3 separate regions of the Mus musculus genome follow, and regions 2 and 3 are each linked to region 1. A link is a contact called in public Hi-C and HiChIP or PLAC-seq data. All regions are on one chromosome and are shown on one strand. Each heading gives the region's core, a stretch centred on a gene start, on an enhancer-like site or on the middle of the called end of the contact. The rest is flanking DNA. Distances are from core to core; before and after follow the strand shown.

Region 1 (3,629 bases), core at 1,062-3,561:
AGCATTTGAAGGTGTCTTCGATGCAGAAATTGTGAGGGAATGGCTAAAAGTTTGCACACTTGAAGGTCACCCACGAGCCAGAGGCCATGCATCCTCAAGTTTTGGTACCCGAAGCTTCTCTCTTACGCCCGGTCTAGATCTTTGTCCCAGGGCTTGGGTGTTTCACCAAAAAAGAAATTCTAAGGAAATTCACCTCGCCTGCCCCGCTCACCCCACTCCACCATCCTGTCTACACTGCTTGCCATGTGAGCTCCCCTGGGTTTGTCAATCCAGAGATCTTTGGAAGGCAGAAACATTTTCCTGGCTTCCTTCTCTCCTAATTTTGGCTTCTCCAAAGATATGGAGGCCAAGTCCTCTTTTCCAGCACAGTGTGCTATGACAGAGGCAGTGCCAGGCTAAAAGTCAGCTTTGAGCTCAGCCAGGATCCAGGCTGTCTCCATAGCATAATCCTCAGGTGCCTGTTCTGGAATGGGAGTCAGTGTGTCTATGTGGTGGACACTATGAGGACAGTCTGACTCTCACCCACTGTAAGGGTTAACGGGTTCCAGAGTGATTTCGGTGGACAAAGTAATCATGGGGTTAGGGTAGCAGGATTCTTAGCAAACTGCTAGTTCTTGCTGATACCAAGGACTTTTTAAAACGGTGATGGGGCTGGCAGGATGGCCATGGTGCCAAGCCTGAAACCCTGAATTCCATCCCGGGAAGCCATATGGATGAAAAAACCCTCACAAAGGGTCATATCCTCTGATCTCTGCATGCACATGCATTGTGGTGGGCACACACACACATTACAAACACACACACACTTAAAAAATTAAATACAAAAACAAAAAATTGGGATCAGATTGGGGGAGCCAGTTTGGGGTTTTAACTATAGAAAGGACCTTGGACCCTCAACCCTTGTCACTCTCCTGGGGTACACTGCTGGAGACAGCTTCTAGAAACTGGTCCTTCCTCTCACTGACAGCAGACTCCTCAACTTTGGCTAAAATGTTTTATATCCACTCCCAGGAAAAGAGGATTCTCCAGACATCTGGCAAAGTTATGGCTAGAGTTAGGTGGTAACAGCTGAAGTTGTGGGAACACTGATAAGTGGGGGAAAGATGTGGCCTACTCTCAGTGTGGGTGCTTTTGGGGAGGGCGTGGCAGAGAGCCAGTCACTGATAGTAATTACAAGCCTGACCCTTAGGAGCAATGGAGTCCTACACATGCAAAGGCTTCCTACCAGGGAGGGATGCCCTGTGGGTTAACAAACAGCAGGTGTGGAGTGGGATTCCCAGCACCAAAGGCGGCTGCGGCGCTAAAGTCAGGGAGGCAGTGGGCGTGACTTTAAATCTTTAATGCACCGGCTGTCTGTGCAGCAGCGGTGGGGGTGCGACAGAGGAGACCACGACCCGAGCGCTGGGGAGCAGGCCTCAGGCCGCTCGACAAACAGCTCATTAGGCCCCGCAGAGGCTCCAGCTTCTGCTCCCGGGGGTGCGCCGAGCTGTAGGGCGACCCGACAATGACATGAGGCGGGGCAGGGGCGCCTGGACTCCCCCACATCCGTCCACCGACACTGAACCTCGTTCATGCCCCCACGAGATCGCAGCCCCCTCACCTCCGCTCCCTGCGCCACATTCGCAGCCAAGGAAAAAAGTAGAAGCAGCCCCAGTAGATCCTGCAAAGACAAGGCAGAGCCGGACCGGGAGGGGCGGGGCTGACCCACAGACCTCACCTCTGGAACCGAGCCCTCCAGAAAGCCCCGCCCCCAAGGGCTGGACAGCAGCAGCCCACGCCCCTCGAGGGCCCGCTCTGCCCGCCCCGGGACGTTCACCTTCCCCCCACCCCCGGCCTCACATCCCTCCTCCGCTTCTCCCGCCTCCACTCACTCCTCCTCCGCTTCCAGCGCCACCTCGTATCTCCTCAATCGCGACATGTCCGGGGCTCCGAACGGTTCCTGTGGAACAGCATGATAGGAACACTTATTCCCAGTCGCAAGTCCCCTTCGCCATCATTTCCAGGACGAGTCTGAATAGTCCTCAGGTACACTGAGGCAGGTGGCCCCCACCCCCGGAAGCCAATTGTCACATCGGGACAGGATGGGATGGATGCTATGGAAATCACTAGAAGTTAAAGCGTTAGGAGGAGGGTTATCTAGGGACCCGAACTTGGAGTCACCAAAGAGGGAGGTCTAGCGGCAGGGGAGCTGGGACATTTAGGCCCTGGATGGAGATTTTGAGGGGCTGGAGTCACCTGAAGGGGGGCTCAGGGGTCGGCACAGCCTAAACTCCCCGCCCTCCCTGGCTCCGCCCCGGAAACGGACCGTTAACAATTACATCACAGGGATACCTTCGCATTCTATGGGTGGGGCTTGCGTATCACCCGGAAGGGGAGGAACCAGGTTTTCGTCAGAGGAGGTGGGATCAAAATGTAACGTTAAAAAGTGGCACTGTATTTTTGTTGCTTAAGGGGCATAGTCTGTGTTTATTAAGATGCCAGACACGCAGGACCCTCTTTTCTGGGATGGAGCCAGATTTTAGAGTTAGGCAGGTTGGTAGACTGTGACCTTGATTGGAGACAGCAGTAAAAGTGCTTTGGGAATCATCTTCACTGTGCCTCTCTCCCCAGTGCCCCCACTTGCCTGGCTTTTACCTTGCCAATTGTTTTTCTTCCTTGCCCAGTTCTTGAATGACCTCAGACCAGAAGGAATAGGCCAGCAGCGAGAACACAGCCTAGAGCAGGCTAAGGTATGGAAATGTCTTAGCTCAGTGGCCTTGGCCAAATCATCTAATTTTTTTTTCACACCATGTACGGACATCTAGAGTGGAACAATTGTGAAGACACCTCTTAAACCTATGAAGCCTGAGGCTAACTTTGGGGTGGAGCTGTCAGAAATGAATGCAGTAAGCTGGTTAACAAGATTATTCATCGGGTGGATTCCCCATTGTCTTCCTGGTTTGAGGGGGAGGGTCCCTTTTAAACTTTTTTTTTTTTTTTTTTTTTTTTTTGTATATGAGTACATTGTAGCTGACACACCAGAAAAGGGCATCAGATCCCATTACAAATGGTTGTGAACCACCATGTGGTTGCTGGGGATTGAACTCAGGACCTCTGGAAGAGCAGTCAATGCTCTTAACCGCTGAGCCATCTCTCCAGCTCCCTTTTAGACTTCTTAGTAGCAGCATTAATTCTTGCTTGGTTTCAGTTCTGACAACCACAGCAGTCAGGAGTTTGAGTAAGAGGTATGGTGGGAAAGATGGCTTAGCTTCTTGTAGAGGGCCAGAATTTGGTTCCCAGCACCCACATTGGTTGCTCACAACCACCTGTAACTCTAGCTCCAGGAGGAGCTGACGCCTCTGGCTGCCAAGGGCACTAACCCTCATGTGCATGTACCCCCTCATAATTAAAAATAAAATATATTTTCTTTAAAAATTGCCATTCTCAAGGTTGGGAGTCAGGGTGAAGAGCAACATCCCTCTGCCTTCACGTTCCTGCTGTGACAGACTGCTGTGAGCTGTGAGGTAAAAGTAGACCCCTTTCTCCCTTAAGTCACTCTGTCAGTGTTTTATGACAGCAACAGAAAAGAGACCTATGGTTCTGAGATCTGTGAGGGTTGGAGGAGGAGGGAAGATACTGCCCCTCATATT
Region 2 (3,689 bases), core at 191-2,690, 1.1 Mb before region 1:
ATATCTGAGAGGGTAACACGTAAGCTGAGAAAAGATGTTTCTCAACCAAAACCACAGCACATCATCAAAAAGTCTGTAAGGGAAGTGGCGTAGCTTTAGTGACCACAACAGAGTTTAGTGAAAGCAGTAACGGTGGAGAGGCAGGACAGCTCAAGGTAGAAATCCCAAAATCCGGAGGTTTTTAAGACCACGAGCTAAAGATGTCTTTGGGTAGGTTTGAAGACAGCCTTTCCAGCTCCCTTAGCTCTGGCTACATCCAATTACCTGTGATCTCCATAAAGCACTGAGACAGCCGCTCAGCTGGTAACGCACTGAAGACTTGAGTTGCCCGTGCAAAGGTACGAGAGAACTACAATGGTCCACAAGCCTAGAAACACACAATAAAACGAACATTTAAAGAATCTCATCCCACACTCTGCACTTCCATTAGGAAGTGTGCTTAACTGCTTCTTGTTCACCTGCTGACCTGTATTTTGTGATTTCTCTTATAAGTTTTTAGCTTGTTCCACTTCCAACGAAAGTCCAAGCAAGAGGCCCCGCGGTTAAGAGCATGTACCACCCTTCACAACTGCTCAGAGACAGGAGATTTCAGAATTTGAAGCCAGACTTAAGACTCCATGCCTCTGGCTTCCTTGGGCACCTACACACACACACACACACAGAGGATTCAAAATAAATCTTTAAAATATGTGAACTCTTTCAAGCTTACACCTCCACTTCTTTGATGTATCTATTGTGTTAGTGAATAAGAAAAACATTCACTCTGTCCTTTGAAAGCTTAAGATTCAACTTTGCCAACTATAGATTTTTGAGTCACCAACTGGAAATAAAAACGGTCAGAGAATTAAAACAATAAGCTAAAGCAATTAATTTTGCTTTTGGCCGCTCCTCTGCGGCCAAACTGGGTGGAAGACCATGACCCTCCGTTAGCATGAGGCATTCTAAATGTTTTCCTGTTTGGTGAAGTCCCAGATTCCCTCCGCCCAAGTCGTCAGAGCCAAAAGGATCTGAAGCCTGGGCCAGGCTCGTCCAAAAAGCTCTGACATAAGTGCGCTTGGGTGAAACCAAAGCCTGCGAGGCTGGTTTAGGGAGTAGGCCCGCCTTGCTCAGCATTTCTTGCCCGCAAGGCTCAGAGCTAAGGAGCTGGAGCTGCAGAAAATCAGACTCGCAGCCAGGGCTGGGTTCCACCAATCCCCTTCAGCACAGCGCGCACAACGCCTGAAGCACTCGTCCCCGGCTTACGGGCTCTGGGACATGACCTCTCCACCTCAAGACTTCCGCACTCTGGTTCCTCGCAATAAGAAAAAAAGCCTCTAGAAAATTCTACGAGGCTCGGGAACCCGGGCTTGAGTCCACCCCCACAAGGCCCTTGGGCGCAGCCACTTCCCGCCCCCGCGCCGTTGCCCAGGTAACCGAGGGGCGGTGGCAGCGGCGAGGGGCGGGACTTCCGGCAAGTGACGCGCCGGGGCTCGGCTACAAAAGAGGTCGGCTGCGGCGGGCCGGGCGGAACTTTCCAGAACGCTCGGTGGGTGGTGGAGGAGCAGCGTGTGGCTGAGCTGCGCTGTGCTCCGCTCCTTTCCGCTCTCCGGCGCCGGCCCGCTCACCGGTGAGTCTCCGGCCTCCCTCGGTCGCGGCGTGCGGTCTGGACCCCAGACAGCCGGGGAAGGCGCAGCCGGAGGCGGTTGGTCCCGCGTGGGCGGGGACTGCGGGTTCCTTGAGCCGGCCTCGGGCTTCGGAAGGCTGCCGGGAATGCCCGGCGCCCTGCCCGCCCGCACGCCTCGAGGAGGTCCAAGGCCCAAGCCAATTGGCCTCCCGCCTCATGCTCCTTGCTGCGTACCCCCGCGCTCCGCCGCCCGGGCCGGGTGGGCAGCGCTGCGCACGCGCGGAGCAAGGCAGGGGTGAGGGGCTGCGGGAGGAGCCGGGCGGAGGCTGCGGCTTGCGCTTCTCCTGGCTCTCCTCCCTCTCTTTGTTGAGGTTCGACCTCCCCCCCCCCTCCGCCTTTTCGATCAGGGTGGGAGGGAGAAAGGAAGGAAGCCTTAACGGTCGGCGCCGGGGGGCCCGGGAAACCCAGAGGGCGAGCCAGCTTCCAGGCCTGCGGGGCGAGAGTGGGTAAGCTGCGAGCGAGCAGGAGCAGGATGGCGACGGGGCCCGGGCACCTGCTCCCTGGAGCCGGTCTCCTAAGCCACTCCTCCACCCCCGGGAGTCCAGTGTCGCTTTCCGGCGAGGGTATGGCCTTTATCAGATGTACAAAGGCAGCGGTAATGTACTAACCAGTGGACGGAACCTATCAGTGCTGCTGTGGGTTACTAGCAAAACCTCTGGGGAAAGGAAACCGGAAGAAGCCAAATAATTCATGTGTTAGTGCAGTAGAGTCTGAACCAGCTGCGAGAGAGGCTTTCCTTCGCGTTCCCTGAAATCTATATTTTAATCTGTTCGAGTTTACAGCTGAATCATATCAGGAATTTTTTTTTACCTTTTAAGACGCGTAGGGAAGGCTGTATTAGTATGAAATAAATGCAAAAGAACAGATTGCTTTAGCTCTGGTAGTTAAAGACTACCCGTTAAGAGCCAGTCGTGGCGCACACCTTTGATCCCAGTGCTCAGGAGGCAGAAGCAGTTGGATCTTTTCTACAAAAGTTTAAAGCTGGTTTAAAATTACCATTTTCTGGTTTCAGGCTGTAAAAAATGGTGAAAGAAACCACTTACTACGATGTTTTGGGGGTAAAACCCAATGCCACCCAGGAAGAATTGAAAAAGGCATATAGAAAATTGGCCTTGAAGTACCACCCTGATAAGAATCCAAATGAAGGGGAAAAGGTAAGGGCACAGGCAAACAGCTCAGCAGCAGTGTTGCAGTGTGTGTATCTTTCTGTTCGTGCCTTAAAGTCTACCGTAGCTGTGCTTTGTAACAGTTGTTTCTAATGGGATGTCCTTTTCTGAAACAGTTTAAACAGATTTCTCAAGCTTATGAAGTTCTTGCTGATTCCAAAAAAAGGGAACTATATGATAAAGGAGGGGAGCAGGCGATTAAAGAGGGCGGAGCAGGTGGTGGTTTTGGCTCACCCATGGATATCTTTGATATGTTCTTTGGAGGAGGAGGAAGAATGCAAAGAGAAAGGAGAGGTAAGAAAAATCTGGCTTACCTGCAGCTAGAACGAAATAACTGCTGCGGAAAAAAAAGACTTGAGAATTTATTCAAATGCTTGTTTACACGTTGGTATGATGTTACACTCTGTCCGTGAACTGTCTTTGACTTCTGGTGTCATTGAGATTTTCTGTAACTAAAAAATAGCTAAGCCAAAAAGCAGGTATAACTAACCCCATAGATTCCCAAACAGTGGGGGTAACAAAGTGTACTAACTTAGGTTTCTAAGCCCTGTCCTCCCTTGGATAATACCACCTGCTCTTAGAACCCAGTGGTAAGTGCAGTGGCCCTTTCTGTTAGAAAAGTAACCCTGAGCAAGCAGAGCCTGAGAAAAGCTCATTGTCTGCAGATAGCTGCTGCTGTTGACTCTTGTTTCAGCTCTGCTAGCTCAGCTTAATGTGTTTAGTGTTTGGCCAAAAGATGTCTATGGGAAGACAGTATTGAAGGGTAAAATAGCACTTTGTTCTCAGTATATATAGTTAATATAAACTAGTTCATAGGCACAGTTCTAGAACAAATAGGCAGGCCATTAAATTTCACTTTG
Region 3 (3,883 bases), core at 1,046-3,545, 1.1 Mb after region 1:
TTATGGAGGCATTTTCTCAATATACGTTCCTTCCTTTCAGATGACTCTAGCTTGTGTCAAGCTGACATTGACTACCAGACACAATATCATAGCCATCAACATAGCAGAGGAATGGAGAAGATCATATAGTTTATATACATAACAGGGTTTTACTTAGCAATAAAAAACTAAATGTGTCATCTTCAGGTAGATGGGTATAGAGCTAGATTTCACTGTGTGGAGTGAAACAACCAGACTCAGAAAAACAAGCATCTTATACATAGAATCTAGATTCTTGGGGGGGGGGGGGAGGGGTAAACATAGAAGTTGAGGAGTGATTATTTAGGAAGTGATTGTTTAGAGAGAATTGGAGGTGAAGTAATCAAAGCAAATTATATGCACTGCAAAACGTCACCTCTGGGGTGATTTGAAATCATCTGCAGTAGGTTGGAACGGCTCGAAACACCAAATGTCTTAGAACGACTTTAAACTCCTGATCTTCCTGCTGCCCACTTCCCAGTGCTGTGATTTCAGGCATGTCTACCACAGGCAGACCAAACCCGAGGTGTCAGGGACTGAGTCGCTAGGATGAGTGTTAAGAGGAGACTGGACGGGACGGCAGTGTTCAGATATGTGGCTGTGGCAGGGATTATGGTTCTACTGGTTATTAGAGCGAGACCCTCGTGGTCCATGGTTATACTGGTTATTAGAGCGAGACCCTCGTGGTCCATGGCTCATAGTGCAGCTCCTTAACAGGACTCTGACCACCTTGGTTTTTGTTTGTTCAATGGATGGCTGACACACAACACATATTTTTGAATGAAAGAAGGAATTAGCCAACAAACACCTCTATAGGGGATATTATAGCCTTCTCTTCCATACAGGCCCATCAAATAGCCTAGAAATAGAACACTCAAGACGGTCTTTAGGTCCCTGTCTGAAATTGTTGGTCCATTATGATTCTAAAGGTAAGTACATCGGACTACATAGAAATCTCAGTCTGCTCTTCAATATTAGTCTCACAAGGGGGAAAATATGGTGGCTCTTGTTAACACAATTTTGTAGCGGCTTCTCAGTCTGCAGTGGCAGTTTGGGTTCTGATATCAGAGCACCTGGATTTCAATCTCATCTCCATGACATAGGAGCTTGCTACTTTAGGCAAGCTGTTTAACCTCTGTGCCTCAGTGTGACTCCTCCAAGACATAATGCCTTGACCCACTGTGGTAGCTCAGGCCTGGAATGCCAGCCCTCTGGGAGGCCAAGGCAGGAGGGCTGCCTGGAGTTGGAGGCCAACCTGAGCTCCCCAGTCAACTACTGACCAGCTGCAGCTGCACAGTGAGTGACATTTAAGGTCTTTAAAATAGTACCTTTACACTTGGCATTTTTAATATTAATTTGATGGTGATAATAATATATAGTTCCAAATTTATGTAAATTCTACTTAGAGGACAAATTATCTCCTATACCACCTGGAAAGGGGGGTAGGGTAGAGGGATACTAGATGCTCAAAAAATGATGTGACATGTGTTTGATAGACACAAAATAGATGTAATTTAGATAAGAGGGTTCTGGGCATGTGTACACATCGTCCATTACTTTCCTACAACTAGTTCTAGATATTTTATTACTTGGTCTTTTTCTTGCCCTCTTCAAAGCCTGGAGTTTGTTGCAATGCGCGTTATAGTTCTCAGAAACACTGGCCGCCTGACAAGCTGGCTGTTTGGCTAGTCCGAAGGCTGAGGCTGCTGCAGGAAAAGTGGGTTACATGACAGTACAGCTCTGCTGCTGCTGCTGGAGATGGAAGACCAATAGCCTCCGACAAAGCGCACAGGGCAGGATGGAGCAGCCAAGGTCTTTGTGAAGGTTCCTGGCCACTCCCGAGCTCAGTGGGAACCTGAAGAAGGTAAGTGCCCTCGGTGAGCCCTGAGACCTGGGTGGTGCGACAGAGTCGCCTGGCTGAGTTCTTCTCACCCCGGGCAGCTGCTGGTGGCAGCATCCACACAGACCCTACTCTGCTCTGGGTGTGTGCGAGTGGGAGAGTCCCCGCAGCCCCTGCAGCGCCGACCCGGGGCCAGCTCCCGGGGCGGGCTGACCTTGCCGCGGGCGGCCGGGCTGGCGCAGTCCCCGCGCCGCATTGCCGGCTGCTCGTGCGGGCGCCCCCTGGCACCCGGACCGCGCGCCCGCGCTCCCACCGCGCCCCACGCCCGCGGCCGAGCCGGCTGCGCGGACCGCGCCTGAGGCTCCGGAGGGTGGGGCGGCGCGCGCCCACGGGCCGGCCGAGGGCGCCTCGCGCGGGTGCACGCGCAGCGGGTGGGCGTGCTCAGGGCGCGCGCCACCGCTGCCGCCGCCTCAGCCTGTCGTGCCGCCCGCGCCGCCCGCTCCCGGTGCTCGGCCCAGCACGTCGGCTCTGGAGCGGCCGTGGGCAGCGCGGGCCCGCGGCGTAGAGTCCGCCGGCCTCGGACCCGCGTCCCGCACGCGGACTGTCCCGGTAAGCGAGGGCGGGGGCGGTGGGACCCCGCCGTCACCCCGAGGGGCGGGTCTGCGGTCCCGGACTCGGATCCTGGTGCGGGAGCCGCCCCCACGGGGCCCCTGTGCAAGTGGATGCACGCCAGTGACCGCCGCCTCTACCCCGAGAGCGTCCGTGGGACGGGCATGGAGGGAGACGCCCAGGGCGCTCTGCACTTTGTGCCTTGCACAGCCCCAGTGTGGAGGCACCCTCCCCAGGCCCCCAGGGGGGCCTTCTGTGTAAGTGGAGTGGCATCAGCGTAGTCTCTGGACTTGGCTCCGTGGGAGAACATCTGGGAACCTCAGGGACTTTCTCAGTGGTATTGGTGAACCTCAGGTGATCTCAGCCTGTGCCCCTAGAGATGCCAAGAAAGAACCTTTGGCTGGAGAAATGGGATCCATTTGTGGCATCATAGCTCCAAGGACTTTGGCACTGACCTCCTGAGGGACTCAGTGTGCCCTCATTTGTCCCCCTCAACATAGTGGAAAGGAGTGGGGACTCTATGGGGCTGTGGCCTTTGTTCATTCCATTTCTCACACTGCCCCAGTAGAGTGTCTCTTCTGAATGACAGCCCGGTTGGCTTCACGCTGGACTTTCAGGGAGACTGGAACTGCTTGTAAGAGCACAGGGCCCAAGGGGTACCAAGATCAGTGAGGCCTCCAAATCAAAGATAAGATATCTGAGCCTGTGAGCTTGACTATCCAGAAACACTAAGACCAAGTTTCTGGAGGAAGGACTAAGCGGGAGGGAAGCATTCTTGAGAACTAGTGTGCCAGGCACCGTGCTAGATCTGTTTAAACATCTTACATAATACTTAACAACAGCTTCATCAAATTGCCCCCATTTAAACATTAGGTATTTGTGACGCAGGCTTAGTACTTTGCCCGAGATCACAAATGACAAAGTCTGTTCTTCACATTTAACTCAGAGAAAAGTGTCAAGGAGGGACAGAAGAAAGAGAGGCTGTTTGTTACTAAGTTGTGCTGAAGGGTCAAGCGTGGAGCTTTGCCGTAGCATATGCTCCGCAGAGGTGATACTTGAAGGGAGGGGGGCAGCTTATCAGAGCATGCGGCCATTGGAGCAGTTATCCACTTAATCCCCTGATTTCAATGTATGGCTTCCTTTGTTGGTAGCACTACTGTAATGGTATGGTGGTCCTTGTCGGGAATTGCTTGGGAGGACTAGAGGGGCCACCTTCCCTGCTGCAGGACCTTGGGGGTGAAGAAGCAGAGACACTGTCACTTCTAGGAGTCACCCACACTTCCCTTGTGGCCCTGCATATGCACCAGTGGACAGTAATCCACAAATACCACCCAGGACACTGTTGATGAGTTCTGTGTGAGAAGCAGACGGGTGGAAAGGATGGGAGCCAAGAGAGGCTTGCTGGTCATCTGTCAT

Evidence for each region. Hi-C and Micro-C count contacts between places; a contact is called where the count stands out from the background. HiChIP or PLAC-seq counts read pairs in DNA pulled down with a chosen protein or histone mark.
Region 2: a contact with region 1 is called in a Hi-C map of B cells, with 7 read pairs. The contact joins the promoter of Dnaja1 here to the promoter of Ccl27a in region 1. A contact is called at or near these places in 2 of 39 promoter capture datasets (both in liver) and 1 of 484 Hi-C or Micro-C datasets (B cells).
Region 3: a contact with region 1 is called in an H3K4me3 HiChIP or PLAC-seq map of stem cell-derived neural progenitor cells, with 7 times the contacts expected there. The contact joins the promoter of Phf24 here to the promoter of Ccl27a in region 1. A contact is called at or near these places in 1 of 39 promoter capture datasets (embryonic stem cells), 2 of 115 datasets of contacts at active chromatin or transcription factors (embryonic stem cells and stem cell-derived neural progenitor cells) and 1 of 9 other capture datasets (liver).

The regions. Positions count from the first base shown.
Region 1 is chr4:41,771,865-41,775,493 of GRCm38.p6, forward strand. It overlaps Ccl27a (chemokine (C-C motif) ligand 27A), which reads right to left and starts at 2,312. Exons shown (of 4, transcript NM_001164044.2): 1 at 2,236-2,312; 2 at 1,872-1,939; 3 at 1,601-1,660; 4 at 1,322-1,486. The coding sequence starts at 1,918. The coding sequence ends at 1,330.
Region 2 is chr4:40,721,028-40,724,716 of GRCm38.p6, forward strand. Dnaja1 (DnaJ heat shock protein family (Hsp40) member A1) reads left to right here and starts at 1,441. Exons shown (of 9, transcript NM_008298.6): 1 at 1,441-1,606; 2 at 2,676-2,817; 3 at 2,946-3,123. The coding sequence starts at 2,686. Gm6297 (predicted gene 6297) reads right to left here and starts at 1,814. Exons shown (of 3, transcript NR_077226.1): 1 at 1,605-1,814; 2 at 467-640; 3 at 1-367. Mir207 (microRNA 207) reads left to right here and starts at 1,890; the gene lies at 1,890-1,968. It also overlaps a transcript of Aptx not described here.
Region 3 is chr4:42,914,948-42,918,830 of GRCm38.p6, forward strand. Phf24 (PHD finger protein 24) reads left to right here and starts at 2,296. Exons shown (of 9, transcript NM_001346526.1): 1 at 2,296-2,467.